Linked DNA regions of Macaca mulatta: region 1 is linked to region 2. The links are chromatin contacts, called in public Hi-C maps. All regions are on one chromosome and are shown on one strand. The core of a region is the stretch at or near the end of the contact, and the rest is flanking DNA. Distances in the headings are between cores, read along the strand shown. Region 1 holds the start of SRPRB (SRP receptor subunit beta). Region 2 holds the start of TOPBP1 (DNA topoisomerase II binding protein 1).

Evidence for each region. A called contact is a pair of places that touch in the nucleus more often than the background predicts.
Region 1: a contact with region 2 is called in a Hi-C map of fetal cortex germinal zone, with 4 times the contacts expected there. The contact joins the promoter of SRPRB here to the promoter of TOPBP1 in region 2. A contact is called at or near these places in 3 of 14 Hi-C or Micro-C datasets (fetal cortex germinal zone, fetal cortical plate and liver).

Annotation. Positions count from the first base shown.
Region 1 is chr2:36,851,280-36,857,906 of T2T-MMU8v2.0, reverse strand. SRPRB (SRP receptor subunit beta) reads right to left here and starts at 5,001. Exons shown (of 7, transcript NM_001190876.1): 1 at 4,848-5,001; 2 at 4,212-4,306; 3 at 3,075-3,152. The coding sequence starts at 5,001.
Region 2 is chr2:36,718,761-36,724,646 of T2T-MMU8v2.0, reverse strand. It overlaps TOPBP1 (DNA topoisomerase II binding protein 1), which reads left to right and starts at 4,270. Exons shown (of 28, transcript NM_001266430.1): 1 at 4,270-4,394; 2 at 5,067-5,157. The coding sequence starts at 5,074. It overlaps LOC114676550 (U6 spliceosomal RNA), which reads right to left and starts at 1,237; the gene lies at 1,130-1,237.

The DNA of each region.
Region 1 (6,627 bases), core at 3,752-6,251, 130 kb before region 2:
AACACTAGTCAACGTTCTGGGGATGTAACAGTGGCCAAAGACACAGTTCCTGGTCTAGCAAAATTTATGAGAAAGGTGAACATAAAGTAAAATTACACATAAATATAAAATGGGAACGTTGATAAATGTTCTGAGGGTACAGGAGAAGCCTGTCTGGGGGTGTCAGGGAAGCATGATCTACCTGAGTCAGCTTGGGAGATAAACCAGTGTGAGTACAGCAAAGTAGGAGTACAGTATGAATATAAGCAAAAATGTGAAAACAGTAACAAATACTCATAAACTAATAATGTAATATAAGAACTTACAATTTTTCATAGAGCTTATTACTCTTACTGGGATCTCCAATCTTTATAACAAAGTACACTTTAATCATTTCCATGCTTAATCTAATTTTTAAAATATTTATCTTCCAGACACATCATTTATTTGTTCCAACTCGATCAGTATTTGTATCAATTCTGGAGCCCCTATTGAGCAAATCTATGATGCACCCTAGTAAGTTCTATTCACCATTCCAGGCCGCCATTCTTGAATATAAGGTCAAGGCCTGGAATGGGAATAGAGCTTATATTCAGTGCAATTGTGGCTGTGCTCAACAATAAGACTCTCAGATGTGGCCTGGTACATGCAGCAGACCCACTGATCATTTCTTAGATGTTCTACGTTATCCACAGCCAACCATACCCACAGTTCAGAAGCAGACAATCTGTACAGGTTTAACACAATTCCAGCTGGGTTTATTATGACCTTACCTTTCACATAGCCTGTGCATTTCTTTATAGACAAATATAAATGTTTTTTATTAGTCCCTCTCTTTTTTTTAAGGACTGTTAAGAGTCTGGAGACCCCAGGTTGGGACTTATTGCTCCATTTCAAAAGCAACACTACACCACATACCCTAAGCAATTCGGAAGATACATTACTAGGTACATTATTGTCTAAAGAGATGAGATCGAAAACGTAAGGGGGTAGGAGGAAGAGTGAAGAAGGAAGGGAAAAATGCTCTAAATATTCAGTAGAAATAGAGATAGAATAGAAATATAGACTAACAGAAGCCACATATGTAATTCTAAATATTCCAGTAACCATAATAAAAAAGTAAAAAGAGATTGGTAAAATTAATTTTAATAGTTATTTAATCTCATATATCCAAAATATTACCTTTTAACATGTAATGAAAAAAAGACAGTATTAATGATACTTTACATTCTTTTTTTCCATACTAAGTCTTCAAGATCTGGTGTGTACTTCACATTTATAGCATGCCTCAATTTGGACTAGTCCTAGTTTATAGCTCAACAGTCACATGTGGCCATTGGCTGCATATTAGAAGGTACAGATCTAAAGTGTATCCTAGAATATCCTACGTTAAAAATCTAGTGCAGGTACCAGATGACCTTCCAAACCTGGAATTTCAAAATCTGAATCCTTGGGAGTTTAGAAAGGTCTGGGCCACAAAGAGTGTCATCATTGAAAAAATATATATCTCTCTCTAAGATATTTACAAATATGTCCCTTTATCTTTCTTTACAATCTTTAATTCTGGAGGCCTGAGAAAGGGGAAAGAAGACAAAGAGAAGAAGAAAAGGTCTCAAATCACAATTCTAATTCATCCATCTATCCATCCACCCACACCCTCCAACCAGCCCTCACTCCACTCACTCACCAAAACTTATTACATGGCTGGGCGCAGTGGCTCACGCCTGTAATCCCAGCACTTTGGGAGGCTGAGGTGGGAGGATCACTTGAGGTCAGGAGTTCAAGACCAGCCTGGCCAACATGGTGAAACCCCATCTCTACTAAAAATACAAAAATTAGCCAGGCATGATGGTGGGTGCCTATAATCCCAGCTACTCAGGAGGCTGAGGCAGGAGAATCGCTTCAACTCCGAAGGCAGAGGTTGCAGTAAGCTAAGATCACGCCACTGCACTCCAGCCTGGGCAACACAGTGAGACTGTTTCTCAAAAACAAGCAAATAAACAAACAAACTTATTACGCATTACAATTCGTTTGGTCTCGCTCTATCGCCCAGGCTGGAGTGCAGTGGCACAATCTTGGTTCACTGCAACCTTCACCACCCGGGTTCAAGTGATTCTCATGCCTCTGCCTCCCGAGTAGCTGGGATTACAGGCACCCGCCACCATACCAGGCTGATTTTTGCATTTTTAGTAGAGACGGGATTTAATTATGTTGGCCAGCTGGTCTTGAACTCCTGACCTCAAGTGATCTGCCTGCCTCGGCCTCCCAAAGTGCTGGGATTACAGGCATGAGCCACCAAGCCAGGACCCGTGATTCCTTATATTTGAAATATACTCCTATATACTCTGCAAGATATCCATTGCAGCACTGCTTGTAAAAACAAAGGTTATGATAACAAAACTAAATGTCTATTAACACGGTCCTGATTAAGTAAGAATTTAATTGTGTGGTATAGCAACAGAGTGGAGTACTATGCAGCTCATAAACCAACCAGGTGGTACTACGTATACAAATATAGGAGAATAAGAAAAGCCCAAGTCGTATCAGCTGTATGAAAAAAAATAATGGGCAGAACAGTATTTAAAAAGAAAAAACAATAAAGGATATACAGACATGTTTATATAAGCACAGAACATCTGGAAGGCTACACACAAAAAAAGTAAGTTACTGCTTCTAAGGAGAAGACGGGGTAGTGGGGAACGGAAAGCAAAAATTACTTTTCACCAAATATCCTTTCTAACCTTTTGAATTTTTGTACCACGTGCATGTATTACCTATTCAAAACATAAAAGGTTTAATGCCCACTCTTAAGAACTCACTGTAAAGTTGGAAAGAAGACACAGAAACAAAAAATAAGAATAAAATGTGATATAACATTACTGTACATTAAGGTACAACAATGCAGAGGAGGGCATGATTAAATCTACTGTACAGATTGTCAAGAGCAGAATTTGTCACAAAGAATATGTTTCTCCATAAAAATAAGCTACAAATGGTACTTACATCCTCAGATGAACTCATCCTAAAAATGTCCTTAACTGACACACCACAGTAAAGTAAGACTGTCAGACTCCAAAACTCCACAAACATCTTACCCTGTTATTGTTGACTCTGTATACAGCAGAGCTGTCAGTAATGGAAGTCTGAGTGTCTCTGTAAAGGCCTGTTAACAACTGTAAAAAAAACAAGATGGGAGATATTCAACATTTTAATAGCAAACCAAAATTGAGTTATATTATTCTAAGTCTCCCAGGTGTAAGGTTAAGTAAATGAATGCTGCTTGCAATAGGTGAAAAAGACCATATTAATATTTTTTACCTGTAGAAAAAAAAATCGAATTAATTGCAAATTTTACTCCTTAATGGTATAAAAATAACATTATTCTCAAAAGACAGTTAGTGGCCAAATTTCCCAATCTTCTGTAAAGATTTTTAACCATCAAAAATGATTTGAAGCCTGGGCAATGTGGCGAAATCTCATCTCTACAAAAAATATAAAAAATTAGACGGGCTTAGTGTCGCACGCCTGTAGTCCCAGCTACTCGGAAGCTGAGGTGGGAGAATCATCTGAGTCCCAGAAGTCAAGGCTGCAATGAGCGGAGATCCCGCCACTGTACCCCAGCCTGGGCATTGGAGCGAGACCCTGCCTCAAAAAAAAAAAAAAAAAAAAAAAGATTTGAGCTATTTCTTGAATGGAAGGGAAATAATTTATACTCTCAGAAAGAAAAGTTAAAAAGCAGAAAACCTCTCCTATTCACCATGTTAAAACACACTATTAAAAATACTAAATGTATTAAAAATAAATATTAGTAAAAAGAAGCTAACTAGCCCACTATGTCAAAGAAGGATCATCCTGTGAAAAAGTGTCTTTGATAAACTCTCATAAGAATTTGTTAACCAAGGAATGATAAACTGTAGACCACTGGCTTCTGTGCTTCTGCTATTCTGGAATGAAACTAATTAAATAAAACCCTTAAATGTGATAAAGACTAAATATCAGCATCTGGCAAGGGCAAAAAAAAAAAAAGAAAAAAGAGGAAAAATGATCAACATTTCTCAATTATGGGTTTCTAAGAGTCTTTCTGTTCTCCCAAGTAAGTCAAGTAAATTTGGTAACTCTCAAATTTACCAGCATCAGCTTCTTTTAGAAAATAAACCATGAGATGACAGGAATACTGGGATGCTATACAATTTTCTATTAAGCTTAACAGGGGTGTAAATGAAATCATTTACCCTGACAAAGAGCAACGTTTTCCCGGAGTCACAAAGGCCAACAAAAAGAACAGCTCTCTGACTGCTCCTTCTGCTCCGGATTAACTTCCAGAAGACTGTGGAATAGAAAGAAAAACAACAGAAATTACGCCTTGGCAATCAGTATATGTGCATGGCTGGGGTGGGGAAATTCACAGAAGTCTGTGATGAAACACCTCATTCACCTGGAACTGACTTTTATCATAATGGTTACTATTGCTGTTGTTAGGGGCCCACTGAGCCGGGCGTGTCAACTGTCAACTTTTCTTTGCACTCCTTACTCTGACTGGGGACTCAAGTGCGATCTCACTACCTTGGTATAGGCTGAAAGTTGCTGTCAAGACCCTGAATCCTTGCACTGAGAACAGCGGAAGGTGGGGAATAGCGCACTCAAGCATGACAGGGAAGATGACGAAGAGCAATCCGCGCCCCAAAGACCAGGATGTAACTCCGGGGGTCGCCCGGGATCTCCCTTAACGCCCCGCTGCTGCCGCTGCTTCAGGCGAGAGGGTGGGGTGTAGACTGGGTGGGTCTCACCCTCCTGATGCCCTCAAGGCGCTCTCTCAGCCCGGACCTCTGCCCGCCCCGCACCCGCCATAACCACCGGCCGCCTTTTACCTAGCGTCAGCAGCACCGCAAGAACCGCCACCACTACTGACAATAGCGTTGGGTCCGTTTGCTGCAGCTCCTGCCGCAAGGAGTCTAGGTAGGGCTGGAAGGTGCCCCCAGCACCGCCGCCATCTGCCACCCGGCGCAAGTCCGCGGAAGCCATGGATGAAACGCGTGGTCTCGGGTACCGCAAAAGCGACGTGGCCCTGCACTCTGCGCAGGCGCAGGGAGCAGAGCCTCACGCGAATGGTGGTTCCTAAGCCTTAGTCTCTCCCTCAGCCGCGGTGATCCCCAAGTGCCTGATGGGAGTTGTAGTTCTCTGGTACTCGGTCCTCCTGCAGAACGACAGGGGAGGGACACACACATCTTTGAAGATACGAGTCAGTCGTCGTCACGTACGTTATGGCTGTTGAAAGAATGATGAAATCAATAAAATGAATGACTCCCGAAACTACCACTGAGGATTTCCTGACCGTCGCTAAGTGACGTGAGACTTGTGAAGAACTCAAGCATCCTACAAACATTTAATCTGAATTTAATGTGGCAAGGGATGTGCTAGATGGATGCGCGGAGCGATGCGGGAATACATAATGGGACGCAGAGTCCATCATGAGTTCAGAGAAAAGCTTCTGGAAATTCGAACTGAGTCCTGAAGAACGAGTTAGCATGTGCGAGTGGTTAAAGGAAAAAGAGGTGCTGTGCAGAAAAAAATGAGTATAAGAAATGATGTGCGTGGGAAAGCTAACTAATTCAGTGCCCCTACACTGTCAATCTAGGGCTGCAAACTCAAACGTCTGCATTAAAGGAAGCAACTAGGAAAGTCAACGCCCAGGAGAGCTGGGGCTGTTGAAAACTGCAGAGGTTATTTCTGCTGAAAGTGGGGCCGACCTTATTCAGCCAGGTAGGTGTTGTGGGACCTAGGTGGCCAGTTCTTCCAGTTTTCAAGAGAAGCAATAAAGGCAGGTTTTTATGGGAAGTTTTCCACTTTTGAAATTTTGGTAGGTAATTGAAAGCATTCAAAAACTTGTGGCCCAAATAAAACACCAAAAGTGGCCAACCTCGAGGGTCCCAGTTCACAGTCTCTGTCATTAAACAGGTTGTCATTGTTTTAAAATGTACACATGATTTAATTTAATTGTATGACTGAGTAGAGACATGAAGATGTCAGTGTCACTGAAAGATTGAAAAAAGTTACTACAGTTCCACATTGCCATTGAAAAAGTTGTCAGAATCAAAATGGAGTCACTTTATTTATTTATTTATTTATTTAAATCAGAAAAATGGAGCTGGTGAAAGGCCGTGGAGGGAGGGTTCTCATGCACTAATGCCTGATGACAAAAACTGTCACAGAAGACTGCAAAAACCACAACCGTGCACAAAGGGCATCGCAACCTTACACACAAAAAATATGTCTGTGAGGACAGCTACCCAGCAACTGCCTGTCCAGCCTATTACTGATGCTATCCTTGCTGTTTGATCCTTGTAGCCGAGGATAATTATCTCAAAACAGTTATGGAATCTGACTCATTTTTTCTTTTTTTCTTTTTTTTTTTTTTTGAGACGGAGTCTCATGCTGTTGCCCAGGCTGGAGTGCAGTGGCGCGATCTCGGCTCACTGCAAGCTCCGCCTCCCAGGTTCCCGCCATTCTCCTGCCTCAGCCTCCTGAGTAGCTGGGACTACAGGCGCCCGCCACCGCGCCCGGCTAATTTTTTGTATTTTTAGTAGAGACGGGGTTTCACTGTGGTCTCGATCTCCTGACCTTGTGATCCGCCCGCCTCAGCCTCCCAAA
Region 2 (5,886 bases), core at 3,021-5,520:
CAAATCGTACATTCATTTATTTATATATATTCATTTACAGCATTGGAAACAAATGTAAAACTCTATCACTCAAAAAACCTAGTTTTAGTTTGGCTTTAATTTTGAGAAATATTATCTATGTAGTAAAATATAATAAGAAATATTCATATTCCCACCACCCACATTGTAAAAGTAACTATTTAGTCATATTTGTTTCCTGTGATTTCTTTCCCATTCTTCTTTTTTGAGATGGAGTTTCGCTCTTTTTGCCCGAGCTGGGTGCAATGGTGCGATCTCGGCTCACCGCAACCTTCGCCTCCTGGGTTCAAGTGATTTTCCTATCTCATCCTCCCAAGTACAGGTGCCTACCACCATGCCTGGCTAATTTTTTGTATTTTTTGTAGAGACAGGTTTCTTCATGTTGGTCAGGCTGGTCTCGAACCCCCAACCTCAGATGATCTGCCCACCTCAGCCTCCCAAAGTGCTGGGATTACAGGCATAAGCTACTGCTCCTGGCCTCCTTTCCCATTCTATAAACAGATAAAGTTGCCTGTAATCTCATCCCAAGCAGGGTCTAGAGAGACTGGCTCTAGGTGACAGAAGTGCCAGAGAAAGAGGAAACTGACCCTAAATGCCAGGAAAGTGAGGGGAAAGTTAATTCCCAACCCCAACTACAGTTTTTTCTTTTCTTTTCTTTTCTTTTTTTTTGAAGGCGGGAAGGGGGCAGGGTCTCACTCTGTTACCCAGGCTAGAATGCAGTGGCATGATCATGGCTCACCACAGCCTCAACTTCCTAGGCTCAGGTGATCCTCCCACCTCAGCCTCCCGAGTAGCTGAGACTACAGATGCCTGCCACCACATTCAGCTCATTTTTGTATTTTTTGTAGAGATGAGGTTTTACCATGTTGCCAGGTTGGTCTCAAAGTCTTGGGCTCAAGCAATCTGCCCACCTTGGCCTTCCAAAGTACTAGGATTACAGATGTGAGCCACAGCACCCGGTCCCCAGCTTCTTTTAAAAAAATTTTTGTAAATATTAGAGATGGGGGTCTTGCTAGGTTGCTTTGGCTGGTCTTAAACTAGCAGCCTCAGGTGATCTTCTAGCCTGGGCCTCCTAAAGTACTAGAATTACAGGCGTGAAACACCATGACCGGCAAATATGGAATGCTTCACAAATTTGCATGTCATCCTTGCACATGAGCAATGTTAATCTCCGTATCATTTTTTTTTTTTTCAGTAAATATGCTGCCAAAGCAAGCACCAAAACCTCAGCTTCCAAGGTCATATCACAACCTTTCCCCGTTTTCACCAAAGTCTTCAGCGACCACAAACCCATATACAGTTAGTTCCCTGTATCTGTGGGTTCCACATCTGAGGAGGTCAACCAATCAGGAATCGAAAATATTTAGGAAAAAAAATACAATTTTTGTGTAAAATTTGCCATAGTGGAAAAAGAAAAACAATAAAAAATAAAATTTTAAAAAACAGTATAACAACCGTTTACATAGTATTTACATAGCATCAGGTATTATAAGTAACCTAGTGATTATTTAAAGTACATGGGAGTGGCCAGGCACAGTGGCTCACACCTGTAATCCCAGCACTTTGGGAGGCTGAGTCAGGTGGATCACAAGGTCAGGAGTTCAAGACTAGCCTGGCCAATATGGTGAAACCCGTCTCTACTAAAAACACAAAAATTAGCTGGGTGCGGTGGCAGACGCCTGTAATCCCAGTTACTCGGGAGGGTGAGGCAGGAGAATCGCTTGAACCTCAGGGGTGAAGATCGCAGTGAGCCGAGATCGTGCCAATGCACTCCAGCCTGGGCAACAGAGTGAGACTCTGTCTCAGAAAAAAAAAAAAAGTACATGGGAGTATGTGCATATATATAAGGTACTCGAGCATCTTCAGATTTTGTTATCGGCAGGGGGCCTTGGAATCAATCCTCCGTGCATACTGAGAAATGACTAACCATTTTCACCCTTTCCTGAAGGACTGCTGTTCAAGCAAACTTAAATGTGTATCAAAATCACCTGAAGGGCACAGATTGTTAGCCCTACCCCAAGTGTTCCTGACTTAATAGGTCTGAAGTTGAGCCCAAGAATTTTCATTCCCCCAAAATTCCCAGGAGATGCTGATGCTGCTGGCCCAGAGACTACACATCAGAACCACTGCTCTATCCATTTTCCAGGAGTAGGTACTAGAGACAGATCCTCTCTGCTTGTCTCGAGACACACGATGGGAGAACTTGCCCCTAGTGGTGAACTCTTACTCTAAAGACAGGTCACTCCTCTGCTATCAAGTTCTGGCTGGCTAAAAGCTAAAGGGTGCATTTTCTTCATCTTCATGAGCAGCATCTATGAATCTCCTTCTTGTGTGAGGTCTCTACTTGGGCCAGAAATGCCAGGAATGGGCTCCCTCCCTGGTGTGGACCTTCACACATAGATGGGCAGACAGCACGTACCCAGGAGCAGTGTGGTGTGTCAGGAAAGGCATGGGCAAGTGACACAGTCCCTGAACTTCACTTTCCCCATCTCCATAACATGAGACAATGATACCCATCTATTATAGGGTTGCTGAAAAGAGTAAACGGGAATAGTGTGAGGAGTCCCATGTTAACTGTAAAGTGCCGTTTACAGTTAACAGAAATATTAATTATTATTACAGATTCAGGTCAGATTTGCACCTTAACAATTAATGTGGTTTATTTTTTTTTTCCACCTCTAGTGATTTTTGTTTTTAAGGCTTTCTTCACCCTTCCCCCAGCAATAGGTCTTTACCTTTGAGCCCCAGTGTTGATTCTGACTCATTTTTTATAAAAAATAAATAAATAAATAAAAAATGAATGATAGAAATTTATTAAAGCATAGTAAGACAGATTTTATTCAGGACCATCAGGATACGTATAGCAACCATGGCAATGGGATGCCGAATTAGGAGAAAGAGAGTGGGCTCAACTTTAAATACAGCATGGGCAAGTGGGAATTTATAGCCAAGGAACAAAAGTTTGGGGTCACTGGATACAATATTACTAAGAAGGAACTTCACGAGTAAAGGGGTTTCTTGCTGAAAATAGGTGAAGGTGATCAGACATCACCTAAGGATGGTAGAGGATGAGGAACCTGATCAGATATTGAGCGTGGAGGGTTCTAACTGGATTTTCCAAGGAAATACACAGATAAACCTACGAGAAAGTTGAGGAGTCTGACTAAAGTTTGGCCAAGCAAAGAATCCTTGTCACCTTCCATCGTTGTATTCAAACACTTAAGACTCAAGCTGCTCACTACTATCTTTAGGCTCTAAAGAGAAAAGAAAAACAAAAACGATCAAGGGACATGGCATTATACTTTTACATTAGTAAATCCAAAGTCATTTTCTCAATCTCAGCAGTCAAGAATAAAATGATCCGCATTAGTATAGTGGCTAGATTTTATAAAATAAGAAAAAAATATTTTTAAAGAATAAAATGAAAAGAAGCAACAACTAATCAGTTTACCACTAGTTATCACTGAGCTAAGGTTTTGCAGGCCCATTTTACCCCCTCTCCCTTTGCTCTCTGCCATTTGAACCTCAGGTTCAGTGCTAGAATCTCCCCAGTACGAGGCAGATGCAGAGAAAGAGAACGGTGATGTCCACTGAAGGGGAGGAGGAGGGGAGACCATTGACGATCTTGGCAAAGACATTAGCTGTGTAGTAAGTCATCCTTTCTTCCCTTGCCATCTTGTGGCTGTGTTAGGCAGTGATTCTATTCCTGCTGTGTTGGAGGGAAACCACCCAGTCCGTAGTCAGAAGACCTGGATGCAGTATTAATTCTACCACTTACTAGCCGTGTGCCCTTGAACCCATCATTTAACTTCCTCCGTTTTTACATCTGCAAAATGGAACTACCACTATTTGCCTCAAGGAATTGTTTTGGATAATACGTTTTTCCGTGCATACCTGGTATAAGGCAGGTATAAAGTACATCTATTGAGGACATCCTTTCTTTCCGTGGCTTTTTTAACAGTAAAGGAGTATTCCTGGCCTGTGGTCCTACCTCTTGAACGGACGGCGCTGGGCCTACTCTCCGCGGCGAGTAGGCCTGCCCAGCAAAGCCCTAATCCAAGGGATCCGGCCCAAGCTTTCCCTGAATCCCTACCGCCCATGGACCGCTCACCTCCACTTTTGACATTTCCGCTTTCCTGCCGCAGCTGCGGATGGCGTCACTTCCACCGGAAAAGGCGAGCGCAGCCGCGCGGTTGGCGCGAAAGTCGGTTTCCGTTCTGGTCAATTTCCGGGTTCTCCAGCGTTTGCTTTGGGGTAGGGGCGGCGCCGAGTCGGGGGAGGGGGCTGTGCGCCGGGCTGGCGCCCGACCCCAGCCACCGCCCTGCGGGCAGCGCGTCCCCCGACTCGCCGCCCGGAGACCCCGAGGCCCCAACGAGGTAAGTAAGGCGCGGAGTGGGGACTCAGCTCCTCCCCGGCCCCAACTGGGGTTCGCGATGCGTTCTATGGCCTTCAGGACCCTCTTTTCCTGTCCTAGTAACTGGCCCTGGGACTGGCGGGTGGGCCTTTGACACCTAAAGGACGTGGCTTCCGTGATCCCAGAGCCAGGCCTTTTTCTGGAGCTGGGAACTGGAGCATCTGGCCTTATGCAGGGGCAAAGACCATGCTAACTGGCTTCCATGTTTATATTTAAAATCTGTTTACTGAGGGGTGAACGAACCTCGCAGGCCGTGAGTATCCGCAGGGACAGATGCACTCTGTGTATCCATAAAACAAGTGCAATTGAATGTCCATTGGCTTAGAGGGCTTAGAGCCTTCATAGCAGGGCCCTCCTCAGTGTATTCAATTCGGGTTAATTTTGCTCTCTGATTTGCAAGGATTGGTGTTGTCATGTTTTTCTTTGGCTTTGCCAAAGAAAACGGAGGAAGTTAAATGATGGGTTCAAGGGCACATTCCAGGGTTTCTTACAAATGCCTTTGACGAATTCACCGGCAAAGCCAGAATGTATGTCTTTAGGCATTCTTGTCTGCATGGAAAAATAGGTGGGTTAAACATGGAACTTTATACCTAATGTGGTTTTGTTCTTGTTAATGGTTCCTTTATTTTGACAGTTCAGAAATGTCCAGAAATGACAAAGAACCGTTTTTTGTGAAGTTTTTAAAGTCTTCAGACAATTCCAAATGTTTTTTTAAAGCTCTCGAGGTAAGAGTTGAAAACGTCTTAATACCGTGAATTCATTTTCTTGTTTTTAAGTGTTTTTGATTTGTTGGGCTTTATGTCTTAGAAGTAGATATTTCACTTTCATAATAATTTAATAGTCTACGTTAATACAGATATATCATTATTACATATTTTCGAATTGATCTAAGTACATTATTATGTATTTCGGGGGGCTGGAAGTCTATTATCACGTTGCTGTTTAATGTGACTGACCTGCAGTTTTTGGAAATTAAGTTGCTTTCATTTGCCTCCTAACCAGAGTGGTCCTTTGTGTGCTGTAAAAATTTGAGTCAGTCGTATACTGGTCATACTTGAAAATTTTTTGGTTAATTGTTAAAAATTATGTTTTATTATGTACAGTGTGATAATTGGATGATAGTAGAGGTGATGTAGAGCCTTGCTTCTCACAGATCTCAGCAGTATCAGCATGGCCTGGAAGTTTGTTCAAAATGCAGAATCTTGGCCTCCAATCCAGACTCACCACTTAGAATCTGCATCTTTAACAAGATCGTCAGTGTGCATTAAAGTTTGAGAAGCATTTGTAGCAGATTTTTAAAAATTTCATTCATTCAGCAAGTATTTATTGAAGTGTTCATGATTTGATAGGCACTTCTCTAGTACTTGGGATTTATCAGTGATCAGAACAGGCAAAGATTTCTGTTCTCTCAGAGCTTACATTCTAACAGGAGGACATAGACACTAATCAGACAT